4 separate regions of the Mus musculus genome follow, and all the other regions are linked to region 1. Evidence: chromatin contacts called from public Hi-C and HiChIP or PLAC-seq data. All regions are on one chromosome and are shown on one strand. The core of a region is the stretch at or near the end of the contact, and the rest is flanking DNA. Distances in the headings are between cores, read along the strand shown. Region 1 has its middle 110 kb from the start of Gm32240. Region 2 overlaps Fggy (FGGY carbohydrate kinase domain containing). Region 3 overlaps Fggy (FGGY carbohydrate kinase domain containing). Region 4 overlaps Fggy (FGGY carbohydrate kinase domain containing).

Region 1 (3,204 bases), core at 495-2,994:
AACTACTGTTTCTGAAAACCAGAGATAAGCATTGGGCAATTGCTGAGATGACTTTCTGGCATGAGAAGGGACAGGTCAAATCCATGGGGGAGGTTTGGGGAGGCAGAGTTGGATGGGGAAGGGTGTTCTAAGTGGAGAAAGAACTAAGTTCTCTGTCCAGAGATGTATGGGGTCACCATGAACTAGCACTGAGAGAAGGGATACGCATGAGGACTTATAGTCTAACATGACAGATGAGCATTTTATCTTGTAAGAGAAAGGTTAGTATAGAAAATTCCATGTAAGAGAGCTGAGAAGAAAACCAGACATAGTCATTTATTCATTACATATTATTAAGTCTAATCCATGTACAACACTGTTCCATGTATAAGCTCTTGGCGAATGGGGTGGTGGTGGTGGTGTTTAGTGCTATCAGAGTGTGCTAGTTGGTTTTTACTAACTTGACACAAACCTAGACATATCTTGGAAGAAGGAATCTTAATTGAGAAAATATCTCTGTCAGACTAGCTTGTAGGCAGGTCTGTTGGACATTTTCTTGACTAATGACTGATGTCAGAGGATCTAACCTATTGTGGGTAGTGCCAACCCTGGGCAAGTGGTCCTTAGTTGTATAAGAAAAGGAGCTGAGCAAGCTATAGGGAGCAAGCTGGTAAGCAGTATGCCTTCAGGTTCCTGTCTTGAGTTCCCTCAGTGATGGAGTATGATCTGAAAGTTGCAAGCTGAAACAGTAGAAACCCTAAAACACAGCACTGAATATGAGTTCATGACCTCAAGCACTTTGTTTACTATGCAGTGGTCTAGACTGATAGAGAAGTGGAGTGGTAGCCCAGTCCTTGCTCTGTTCTCAGAGCTGTGCACAGCTGCTCAGTGCTTCCATATAATAGAAAACTTCACTCTTTTTCATGGTATACCCTACGGAAGCAGGGATGGATGGGAGGATGATGAGGTCAGAGAAGTAATAAGGCCCAGACCTAAAGTGCCTTGAATGTCATTGTGAAGGCTGTGGGCTACCTTCTGAGTAGACCATGCTTGCCAGATCAGTGGAGCAAAAGAGACCAGAGAAGTGCCCTGAATTTGATCTTGGTCCTTCTTATTCATTTTTGGCTAACCCTGCTTTGCAATGAATCCTATGTAGACAGGTTAAAAAAAAAAGCAAAACAAAAAACTTTTATTCTTTTTCTGTCTTGAAATGGCATTTATCAAAGTTTTGATTCTCAACTGACCCTTCACAGAAACCACAATTTTTTTAATGCTAGGTGGTCTTGGTGGGAAGGTTTGAGTCCCTGTGTCCTGGGTGAGGCAACTGTCCCTCTCTGTGAGTCAACAAGGGCATTGTTGGGGCTCAGGCACTCTGATGGCATGCTCTCTAACTTTAATTCCTGCTCTTATAGTCCTGAACCCTCCCTCGCCTTTCTCCTCCCAAAGTTCCTCCTCAATGGGCTTGTAAATGTGTAAAGTGTTGAAAACCATGTAGGAGGTTGCAGGGTGGAGGCCCCTGGGGACTGGGTGAGTGATCAACGCCCAGGAGCAGCCTGGGTCCTGGGAGCCTTCGCTGGTCACCACTGAGAGAAGGGCAAGCTCTCCTTGCAAAGGGGCTCTGACAGGCTAATGTAAACCAGATGTGCACCAGAGAGAGCAAGGCCTATTACTAAGTGTTGTGAAATGGCCCAGGGGAGGTAAATAAGCAAAAACAGGCCAGTTGCCTAGCAGCACATACAACAAAACAAGCAGCAGCCCAGTTGGCATTGGACCAGGCAGAGCAGCTTTCTGCAGGGGGCGGGAGAGACAGGGAGGGCTCAGTCTGATGAGACCCAAGGGGCTGGCTCTCCAGCACCTTCCAAACTCCCTGCTAGGTTATTCCTGATCCCCTGGGTACTAGGGTCTGCCATCTGATCTGCTCAGCTTGGCTCCACAGGCACAGTGACTGCTTTCAGTGAACCCCTAAGGGTCCGTGTCAGAATTTCTTAATGGGGGGAAGGAGGAGCTGTACCCACTTCTGAGAACTATAGTCTGACTATATCCATTGAGGGGGTAACAGCAGGGACAGAGCTGCAAAGATCTCCTAAAGGTCCTCAATATTCTTAACATATCCTTCAGCCACCAGTGTTCAATATCCCATGCATCTCTTGAGCTTGTAAACTAATATAAACGGGGCACTGGAATGGCTCCAAGTTAGACAGAATGGATCAAACGAGGCTCACACCTTGTTCTCAAAGGATTGACAGCTTATGGAGATAACCATGATCAAGGAATCACACGCTCAGATGCATGGCTGCAAGTGTTGCTTCATACTTTGAAAGAAAATACAGAGTAGCAAGAAACTGCAAAGCAGTGATTGAGTTTCAATAGTGTGTGAGGCAGTTTGCTTTTCAGAGGAGAAGCTGAGACATGCAAATGATTAGCACTCACCAGGAGAAAGGAGGGGCTGGCAAAGGAGAAAGCTTTGGGACATGAAGGCTCTTTGAGTGGGGGAGGGGTGCTCTGAGACAGTAGGGCTGGAAGAATGTCTGTGAAGTGGGTTGTGAGGTAGAGAAGTAGAGAGGGAACAGGTCACTTGAGACACAGGAGATCACAGAATGATGGAGGATTTAGTCTCAAGTTCAATGAGAAATGAATGGGGTTTATTTACTGAAAACTAATTCAGTAGTGTACGAGTCCTGACTTATTAGTTTCACATTTGTTAAAGATTACTCCTGGGTACAACACGGCCGTCCTGAAAAGGAATGAGAGAGGGGACAGGAAAGTTTGTCAAGGCGGATAGGATTATCAGCAAACTGAAAACAGACAAGTTCATGAACTAGCTCAGGGTCACAGGCAGGGCTGGGATCCAAGCCTAGACTTGCACGGTACCAATCAGGCTAGTGTTTCCAGGTTCCCGATTCTTCTTCAGACCAATTCTACAGAAACTTTCTCACCCTTATCTGACCCTCTGGGGGAGGAGTGCATCCCTTCCCAGCTGGAGGATGAGTAAGCACTGACTGGACTGTAAAGGCCCCGTCAACACTGTAGACAAGGATGCCTTTCTTGCCTGCTACCTAGCTAGCCCTTCCTTGTAGTGGGAGACCACTGTGCCTACTCTCCCAGCACTAGCCATCTTCATCTGTACCTGGCCCTTAGAGAACACCAGCCTGGCAATGTGGTGCTATGAAGAGATTCGGCTTGCAATCAAGCCTGGAGTTTGAGTTCTGGATCTATCTGTCTGTC
Region 2 (2,999 bases), core at 499-2,998, 320 kb after region 1:
GAGTGGCTGTGAGGGTTAGAATGCCTTTTCATCCATGCCTAAGAAAGCCCCAGTTCTTTGGAACTTCAGTTCTACTGCTGTCCTGTGTAGACACTAGCACCTATCTCTGTGGGTACATGGAGGCAGGGAGGTTAGAGGGCTTCTTTCAGTGTTTGGAAGTTGAGCAAATCTAAGTGCAAAAGTTTGCCTTCAGATGTAGTTGCCATGTGACTTCAGTGCCAGTGAGGTGCACCCATTGTTGAGATCCACTAGTCTATAATGCTCAGGTTCTAGAAGGTTCTTTGCCAGGTTCTCTGCTCTATACATCTAGACATAAATCCTGTGGATAGAGCATGGCAGAAATTCTAACTGAGAAGCCATATGGCTTTTCCTCTACTTAACCTTTTGTCTTTTTTCTGAAGCCTCAGATCATCTCTTAAATGTATTTCCATTTGTTATTTTAATTTGGCAAAGTGAAATAGTCTCAGAATTTGGTTCCTCGCTTGCAAATGGATATGATGGTATACTCTCTGTTGACAGTCTTGGAACTATGAACATGATACTGAAATCAGAAGTATTTTACCCTGAGGTTGAAACCAAGGGACAAGGTTGCATGGTCAGTATGACCTTTGGGCTGTAACTTGATTAGGGGTACCTTTTCTTGAAACCAGGTCTCCATAGAATGGATTTCTTTGTAAACTCTTCAGTTAGTTTGTATCCAGGGTGGACCCCTCTGCCAGTGGACTGTTTCTTGGATGATAATTGGATCTTCTGATTATTTTGTCTTTATTATTTTATTCTGGTTGCTTTCAGATTCATCCTGTCTCATTATAGGTGTTAGCATCTTGTACTGGAATCTATGATATAGCAAGGCTCCAACAGTGTGGTTGTGTTCAAGATGGGTTACAGGATGCAGAAGGGAGGTGGAGGGGAGCTTGAAGGACTTGCCCCATACCATGGGTCCTGACCCTTGTGCAGATGTAATAATCTAGTGAAAGGACTTCCACCATTCACCCCTTTGGATTTTTTTCTTAGGCTCTTTCCCTTAGAAATGGGTAGTTAAGGTTTAATTGTAGAATTAGACCTCTGGAACTCAACTTTACATGGAAATTCTGACCCTTCCTTCTCTTCTTTCTCTTCCCCTTCTGTATAGTTTCTTTTTAAAAATTTATATACCTCCTTTTTGCTGTGTTTCTTTTCCTTCTCTCTCAAGGGCCTTTGAAAAAATATTTAAATGTTATTAAGAAACTGCTATCAGGGATTCCTTTGTTCTAAAGTCATTTAGAAGATGGCTTTCATTTTTGTTAATGAATAAAAAAATGTCAACCTGTATGTTAGAATGTGCCAAGCAGTGCATCCATTAGTGAAAACTCTCAGCTTTGAATATTGCCTGGCTCTTACTCCTTTCAGAAGTCAGGCCTTCTCCCCGGGTTCTGTAAAGGTCTTTAGCTCATCCATCCTCCTAGATTTCTTTCTGGTTCTTATCTAGAGTGTAGCCTGCTGTTTAAAACGTAATATCTTCCCAATGCCACTTTACCTGTTTGTACCCTTACCTCATCCCTAACCCCCATCCTTGCTTCTTAGGAAACCTCAGTTTTCTATAAGCTGAGCTGGAGATAGTTTCAAAGAGGTGCTTGGACTTTAATTAGTATGGAAACCCCTTCTGCTTGAGGGTTTGCCCTGCAGTCTCTCTGGAAGTCAGGTTGATTCCAGTAGGGAGGGGAGGGAGGCTCTGAACTAGATGTGCTCCTGGCGGCCAGCCCTGGAGACTCGGAGCTCTGAGCCAACCATGAAGTCATTTTTGAATTTAAGGCGTCTTTTTAATCCAAGGCAGTGTCTCTTAATTTGACAAAGGAAAAGCTGCAGGATAAGCAACTCTCACTGAGAGCTCTGTGGCTGGGTGCTTGTAAGTCTACATTGTGCTGAGGAGACGTGGCCATGTGGGAGAATAGGTTTCTTTCCTTCTCTTTTTCCCTTCTCCCTTCTCCTTTCTTTTTCTCTTATTGGGCCAATTTAGCCCTGCAGTCTGGCCTCTGCAGTGGCTTGATGTGAAATTTGAGAAACATATGTAGTTTTCTATTTCAGGAAAATGATCTCAGGGATTGAATGTGGTTTTTTTTTTTTTTTTTTTTTTTTTTTTTTTTTTTTTGGCTGTTAAGCTCTGATCTTGCCCAGTGTGGGTTTTTTGATGATGGGAAAGAGGCTTCGAAGTGCTTCTTTATCAGAATTTCATGCAATAAAACTTTAGGGTTGGTTTCTTTACTTTGGCCCCTATCCCCACCCAGGCTCAAAACACAGTGTCATGTGTTCTGTTGAAGTGCAATGAAACACACATTGTTCCCATTACAATGGCTTCATTGCCTGGGTGCACACACATGAAGAGAAATGGCCACTGTGTCCCGTGTCTGTCCTTCACAAAAGCTATTTTAACTGTAATTCAGTGGAGGGCTAGGGGCTAGGGGCGGGGGGGGGGGGTGGGGTCTGTGTACTGTTTTACAGAAAGGAAAAGAGATCCCTTAGGGGAAAGCTTGCCTTTGTGTTGTTTTGGAAAAGAGATGGACTTCTGATATTTCAGTTCGAACCGTCTTCTGTGAGCTAGACCTCTCTCCTCTGACTGTCTGCAGCAGAACAAGGCATAGCCCCAGCTTCTGAGGAGCATCCCAGCCAGTGATGAGCAAAAGGCCACATGAGTAGGGTTCTATTCATTAATGGGAGTTGCTTTTTAAAGATAGTGGTGTGCTTTTCTGTCTGGGTATCTAGGGAATGTCTGGTGAAGTAGCAGGTAATAATGTACAGTGATAGGAGTCATTCCAGGACATACTAGAGATATAGAGTGAAACCTGTCTACACTAGACTGGATGGGCTGAGGGGCAGGACAGAAGAGAAAGCCAGTGAAGGGCTCGTCCTGTGGGAAAGGAACTACATTCTGGGATATTGTGCATTTGTCCTATGTGGTCCTGATAGTGTGCCAAGGAACATGTTCTGGCTCACACAGCTGCTACGGAACAGAGGCTGGGGCC
Region 3 (3,074 bases), core at 105-2,604, 370 kb after region 1:
GTTAAGAAGAATAGAAGGGGTAAAGCAGTAGATTGGGACATTCTAGGAGGAGGGCTCAATCCCCACTATGTGTTTTACATGCACAGATGCATACAGACAAAAGAAGACACAAAGGAGGTAAGCAATGGAAAAACAAACAGAACATCAAAATTACTCTTCTCTTTTCCATGTCAGGTTTTGCTTTTGTAGTGTCTTATGAAGTAATTTTCCTTGATGATCCTGAGTGAACATCCAATTAACAAGAGTCAACTTGATAGCATATGTGTCGTGTGTGTGTGTGTGTGTGTGTGTGTGTGTGTGTGTGTGTTCAGGCACATATGTGCCATGGTATGCATATGGATCAGAGAATAAGCCATAGAATGGGCTCTCTCTTTTACCTTGTGGATTCCAGAAATGGAATTTGGGTTGTCAGGCTTGGCAGCAAGTCCCTTTACCCACTGATGCATCTTTCTGGTTCTCAAAAAGACTTTATTTGATTAGAACAAGGTTTCAGGGTCTGCCTTACTCTTTCCTAATTAATTCAAGTGACCTGTCCCACCTTGCTGAGCCTCTGTGTCCTTTCCTGTCACATGGGGCTACAGTACAATATCTTCTTAAGGTTCTTGTGAGGTTTAGTAGCCTCCACAACCAGACTCTGCACAGTGCCTTGCATAGGGATTCCACCCTTCTCAGCCTGTCCCCTGTGTTTCATATTACCCCACATTAGCATCATTTTTGTTTTGTTTTGTTTTATTTTATGGCAAATCCAAATCCATAAACTGAGAGGATTTCATCCAGATTTTGGACTATTCGGTAATAACTTCTGATCTTTTGTTTTTGACAGTGAGATGTCTTTCTCTGAGAGCATGGGAAAACTACCTCAGCTTTTTTATGTAGTCATGACCACATTTGAACTGTTACCAGCAAGTCTAACTGAAAAGGCAACTCAATATTGCCCTGTGCTTATATTATTTTGCTCTGTCAGGAACCTGTCAGCAAGTGTTGATGAAGTGCAGAGCCAGTAGTAACAAGCGTGCATCCTGAAAGCTCCCTAACACAAGCAGCCGCAGTCGGTGCAGTGCTATTTCTTCCCAAAGAAGCCCCTCTTGTCTCTTTGCTGATGTCATTAGTGGTCCAGCCCCAGTCATTATATCTCCCCTAGAGCAATATCTTCAATGCTGCTAATTCAGTCTTTTGTATGCCTTGAACAACACAGACCCATCACAGGCCTGTGAAGTACCAGAGGCTGCAGCCAGGAATATCTTGGTAATTTATCCCCATCCTTACCTCTAATTATTCTGTTGTTCACTGGCTTGCTCAATTGAGACTCTCCAGGTTCTACATTCCCCAAGCAGAGAACAAAAGGTTTCCCTTGAGAGTGGGGCCTGGCCCTGTCAGTGCAGTGAACTGTGCATAAATTATGCAGCACTGTGGCTGGCTTTCTTTTCATAGTCTTGCTGGAGAAATTCCGGAGAAAGACCAGGCCCCTGGAACTGGGCTGGCTTATTCTTCTGAGGTTGCTTTGCTCTGAGTGTATCTGGAGAGCAAGAAGCACCCCCTGCCCCCTTCTTTTTGCTGAAGCTGCTTCAGGTTCTTCAAGAACTACAAGTGTGTTTGGTCTTTTTTTTTTTTTCCTCACTCTCTACCTGTCTAGGAAAACACAGCAGGTGCCCGCTATTAAGCTTTGCTCCGATTCCTTCATTTGACCCCTCCAACTAGACTAAACTGGCTGGGCTCTCCTTTCTGCTTTCTCAGTTATCTTTACCTCTATGAGACTGGCGCACTACCTACTGCACTAACAAGGCTCCTTTCAATTAGCCTTACTTTAAAATAATATGATTTTTTTATTAAGTCTTTGAGAATTTCATACAATGTATTGATCCTATTCACCCCCAATCCCTCTCCCTAACTCCTCTCCGATCTTCTTCTGCCTCCCTATCCACCCCAACTTTGTTTAGAAAATATAACTCATAATGTGTTGCCCCCATATCCTTAGGTGTTGGGCTTAGAAGCCCTTCACTCTCTGTCCTAGAATATTGACTGGCTTGATCTTGGGCAGGCAGCACCCATGGCATGAGCTCAGGAGCACTGTGGTCCCTGCATATGCAGAGGCCCTTTTCAATGTAGTCTTCCCATGCTTCAAGCTACCCCCACTGTCTCTCTTTCCCTCCCTTCCCCCTCTTTTTTCTCTCCCCTTTCTTCCCTACCTTTCCCCTCACTCTCTTCCTCCCTCTCTTGTCTCATTTGTAGATGGATACTCCATTGACACTTCCTCTTTTATACTTTGGCCAGAAGTGAGTTTCTGCACCATCTACCACGATCCACTGCCCAAAGAAGTTTCCCTGGTAAGGGCTGAGGGCTGCACTAATCGATGGATAGACAGAAATGAATTTAGAGGGAAATTTGATAGCCATGTAGATAGTATACAAGGATAGTGGTAGTTCAACCCTGGAACCTGTGAACTTTCCAATCTGGATTAACCTTATGTTGTTACTATTTTGGTTTATTTGTCTATGTGCATAGGATATGTTGTTTTGTTGTTTGCTTTGCTTTGATGAGATCCCCACAAAACTAATCTTCAGTCCTTATACCCTGGCAGCCAGAGCTCTGGGATCTGGGTTGAGAAGGAGCCGAGGGCTGACTTGCAATGCCATAGATCCTTACTTATTCTCTTTCAGGATGCTTTTACCCTTAACCATCTTCCTGCTGTGTGGTCCAGCTATATCTCCCTGTAGACAGTAAGGATGCCTGTCCCTCTCAGACCCTCTGGGAGTGAAACTCAGCCTCTGTGCTTCCATTCTTGTTCTCTCTTACTTCCTTGTGAATTTTTGTCTTGAAGTAATATTGAACGGTCTGCAATATGTAGAGATCATTTTTCTTCCCTTTAATAAAATAATGTGGTAACACACTCATATGTCTTCTGTCACTCAAGCATCCTTGAATGTTGCTCATATGTATTTTTTTGCACGTAAAAAATTGAATTCATTGCATGTCATGTCGACGTTTGTGAGCACAGCCTATGTTTTCTATTTGCTGTAGTGCTGTTGTTTGAATTTTGTTACATCTTATCTTAGCTTTAGCAATAAAGTAAGGAG
Region 4 (3,142 bases), core at 452-2,951, 420 kb after region 1:
TTCTTTGTATTCCTGGTCTGTAAGGGTCGATCTAGGAAAGGAGATGGTAGATGTTCTTCGTATGTTAGAATATTGTGGACCTTAGGATTTTGTTCCTATATACAGCCTATCAGTGGGGCTTTGCTTTCCGATTCCTTGCAGTCTTTACCTTACCCGAGTTCCTAAATTCGATGGTAATTTAGGAAAATTTCAGCCTTTGGAGTCAGACCTTTGAATCCTGACCCTGATCTGATCCTCAAATGTAACCCCTCTCTTCCCTTCCTGGGTAGATGAATAAATTTTGAAATTCTTTTGTAGTTTTGTTTCTATTCTATGAAATAATAAACTCTAATACTTCAACCCTAAGTTATAGGACCTACATATATTGCTTTCTAAAACAATTTGCATTTCATTGATTTGTTATTAGGACGGAAAGTTATACGAACAGAAATGTTCCAAGAACAGTTACCAACAGCTCATGGACTTGAATAATTATGTTGTTGAAATACAAGATGTTCATACTGCTCTTCAGCTCACTGACCTACTGCAGTAACTAGTTGCTAATTAGATTTCTTTGAACCAGCTTGTCCAGCTGGGAGGACTTGAGAGCTGTATTCTGCAAGAATCTGGTATATGTAGTCTCTTGCTGCCATAGGAAGAGTCTTTGTGCCAGCATGCCTTCTGCCATTTTCTAGGTATGTACATTGCTCTTGATGTGTGTCATTGTCCTGAGTTAGAAATGAGAGTGGATCACTGGTGGGATTATATTAGTTTCTTTACTAATTTACTAATTTATCCCCCAGTAATATCCAGGGTTGAGAGTCAAATTTAGTGTTCATCTGTTTTGTTTACTTTCTACTGAAACTCTGTACAAGGTGGGCACATATAGGTGTGCAACTTTAATCTTTTTGTTCAAGGTGATTGATCTATGTCTTATGATCTTAAAAAATAAACAAAAATGTGTAATTTTGCTAAAGTAAACATTACTTTTAAAAGTATGTTTTAGATACTTGGGAGTGAAAGAAATAAGATGTAGAGAGAAAAGTCTGTGAGCTATTATCTTTCTACTGGAAGAGATGTATAAAACCAAATATAGGGATATGGTATGTAAGAGTTATTTAAAAGTACATTTAAAGCATATGGAGTATAAGGCATATTAATACCAAGTAAGAATACAAAGTCAGGGATCTTCCATGTGTATCAAACTGTCTAAACTATGGAGTAATTATAAGACATGTTAACTAACAGATGTAATTCAGAAGTGGTATTAGAAAGAACTAGTACCTGCTAGAAAGATCTCCTCTATCTTAATCCTTAACCTAGGTGCTACTCTGGGACAGTGTGTGCACACAGTAGATGTCTATTCACCCACCGTTTCTATAATAAGTGATAATGAATATCATACAATTTGATGTGAAATCAGTAATGGAAATGGAATTTAGTTTCTAGTCACAATGACATGATTTCTAGGAGGTGTATCAGATGCTGTCCTTAAAGAGTGGAAGAAGAACACTAGCTTTGGGTTCTCAGGAAGTCTCTACTTGGATGAATCATTTAATACAAGTGTAACTCCAATTCAGGAGCCAAGACTACTACAATCCTTTTAGCCATTTTCTATCAGTTGTCCCAGTTTTCTAGAAAATCCTCAGAGCTGACCTACCCATGTGATCTGAGTCAGGATAGGCCTTACCATTCTCTGGAACCATTCAAGCATGTGTCATGTCTGTGTGAAACGCCAAACTTAAGAAATGCCTCTGAATACTGCATAGTGATTGAGAATTGTATGTTCTCAGTCTTGTTACCCACTTTTAAATCAGATTGAAAGTAACTTGAGTTTGAAATAATTCCAGCATTCTCTCCAACTGGCAAGGCAAAGTGTCCTTTAGCACAATCTTGGACATAATCTGGTTGGCCTGTCAGCCTTGCCCAACCGAGCTGGTACCAGCATTCCACAGCAAGCATAAGGAAGCAGGGTCGCATGCCACCCACGCCCAAACCTCTCTGACATTTCCGTGGGCCTGGAGCCAGATCTCCCCCTGTGTTTCATCTCCCTCTCAGAATACAAAGGAACACTGAACCTTCCAGTTAATTCAATACCCTCCCCCCCCTTCCTGGAGAGGATAACAGTTCTGTTGACCATTATAATGCATCTTCTGTCTCCCAGCAATCCACATAGTCATTAATTTCTGCTGCTGACATCAGGAAAGAGGATTATGTGTGTGTCTGAAACTGTTCCCAGAGTGCTCATTAGTCATAGATAATTGAAAAACTGGTAGGGGAAGGTTTGTTGTAATAGGAGCTCTGCTTGTGAAGAGGGACTGCAGCTACCCGATAATTGTAGGCTCCAGCTTGGACCACTCAGGCCAAATATGTCCATTCACATGGGAATTCATGGGGCCCAGGAATCCTCAGGGCCATCTGATATCTGAAGGTGAACAAGTAACACAGCCAGAGATCAGAGTGTAGGTGAATTGCCCATGGGTTTCTCTCCTATCTTTAGCGTGAGGAACAGGACTTGGAAAAGATGCAGGAAATTTGCTCTCATTTTGTTTTTATTTAAACTTAAGCCAATTTGGTTTGTTTTAAGCAAACACACGAGGTCATGATCTGGAAGGACATAGATGGTTCAGGAGAGTACTTCACAGCACATCCTATCTGTACTGTTACAGAAATCAAGTGGTTTTTTTTTAATTTTTAATTTTTATTTTTCTAGAAACTTCTAGAAGTACATGTGCTCATGTACTTGAATGTTTAGAATCTTTAAAAGGATCACAAATATGAGATCCTAAGAGCACTATTCTACATCCTGGCTTTGTCCCATATTTTATCTCAGTCTTTCTCCCAAATTCATACCTTAATTCTTCCTCAAGTATTTTCTATATAGGATTCTGTAGAATAGATGAAATGGTTTGTTTATTTGTTGTTAGTTTGCTTGCTTGCCTGCCTCCTTCCTCCTTCCCTCCCTCCCTCCCCACTCCTCCTCCCTCCCTCTCTCTCTCTCTCTCTCTCTCTCTCTCTCTCTCTCTCTCTCTCTCTCTCTCTCTCTTTCTTTCTTTCTTTCTTTCTTTCTTTCTTTCTTCCTTTCTTACCAAACCAGAAGAGAAGCACCTCTAAAACTATTATATAAGAAACACTTGTTCAAAGTAAAACACAAGAGAGCACA

What was found. HiChIP or PLAC-seq counts read pairs in DNA pulled down with a chosen protein or histone mark. Hi-C and Micro-C count contacts between places; a contact is called where the count stands out from the background.
Region 2: a Hi-C map of uterus shows a contact between it and region 1. The contact joins two enhancer-like sites. A contact is called at or near these places in 3 of 15 datasets of contacts at CTCF or cohesin (CD8 T cells and the NIH/3T3 cell line), 5 of 484 Hi-C or Micro-C datasets (Sertoli cells, embryonic fibroblasts and uterus), 3 of 115 datasets of contacts at active chromatin or transcription factors (the NIH/3T3 cell line, embryonic fibroblasts and fibro-adipogenic progenitors) and 2 of 9 other capture datasets (adipose tissue and embryonic trunk).
Region 3: a contact with region 1 is called in a Hi-C map of the N1E-115 cell line, with 2.6 times the contacts expected there. The contact joins two enhancer-like sites. A contact is called at or near these places in 1 of 484 Hi-C or Micro-C datasets (the N1E-115 cell line), 3 of 115 datasets of contacts at active chromatin or transcription factors (the NIH/3T3 cell line, fibro-adipogenic progenitors and large pre-B cells) and 1 of 9 other capture datasets (embryonic tail).
Region 4: a contact with region 1 is called in a CTCF HiChIP or PLAC-seq map of the NIH/3T3 cell line, with 12 read pairs. The contact joins two enhancer-like sites. A contact is called at or near these places in 2 of 15 datasets of contacts at CTCF or cohesin (the NIH/3T3 cell line and large pre-B cells), 11 of 484 Hi-C or Micro-C datasets (the N1E-115 cell line, cumulus cells, embryonic fibroblasts and 3 more), 5 of 115 datasets of contacts at active chromatin or transcription factors (the NIH/3T3 cell line, embryonic fibroblasts, embryonic stem cells and 2 more) and 2 of 9 other capture datasets (embryonic tail and embryonic trunk).

Annotation. Positions count from the first base shown.
Region 1 is chr4:95,316,362-95,319,565 of GRCm38.p6, forward strand. No RefSeq gene overlaps it. Among named protein-coding and RNA genes, the nearest start is that of Gm32240, 110 kb to the left of the region's middle. RefSeq lists an enhancer at 1,168-2,373. Within about 2 kb of position 1,745, at least 118 of the 459 cell types and tissues checked have an H3K27ac peak or open chromatin away from gene starts, as enhancers often do. A contact at or near this core is called in the N1E-115 cell line, the NIH/3T3 cell line, adipose tissue and 2 more, where this site is marked.
Region 2 is chr4:95,635,288-95,638,286 of GRCm38.p6, forward strand. All of the region lies in intron 5 of Fggy (FGGY carbohydrate kinase domain containing), which reads left to right. Among named protein-coding and RNA genes, the nearest start is that of Fggy, 79 kb to the left of the region's middle. Within about 2 kb of position 1,749, at least 125 of the 459 cell types and tissues checked have an H3K27ac peak or open chromatin away from gene starts, as enhancers often do. A contact at or near this core is called in adipose tissue, fibro-adipogenic progenitors and uterus, where this site is marked.
Region 3 is chr4:95,683,582-95,686,655 of GRCm38.p6, forward strand. The region is part of intron 5 of Fggy (FGGY carbohydrate kinase domain containing); the gene reads left to right. Among named protein-coding and RNA genes, the nearest start is that of Fggy, 130 kb to the left of the region's middle. Within about 2 kb of position 1,355, at least 93 of the 459 cell types and tissues checked have an H3K27ac peak or open chromatin away from gene starts, as enhancers often do. A contact at or near this core is called in the N1E-115 cell line, where this site is marked.
Region 4 is chr4:95,731,855-95,734,996 of GRCm38.p6, forward strand. All of the region lies in intron 6 of Fggy (FGGY carbohydrate kinase domain containing), which reads left to right. Among named protein-coding and RNA genes, the nearest start is that of Fggy, 180 kb to the left of the region's middle. Within about 2 kb of position 1,702, at least 81 of the 459 cell types and tissues checked have an H3K27ac peak or open chromatin away from gene starts, as enhancers often do. A contact at or near this core is called in the N1E-115 cell line, the NIH/3T3 cell line and uterus, where this site is marked.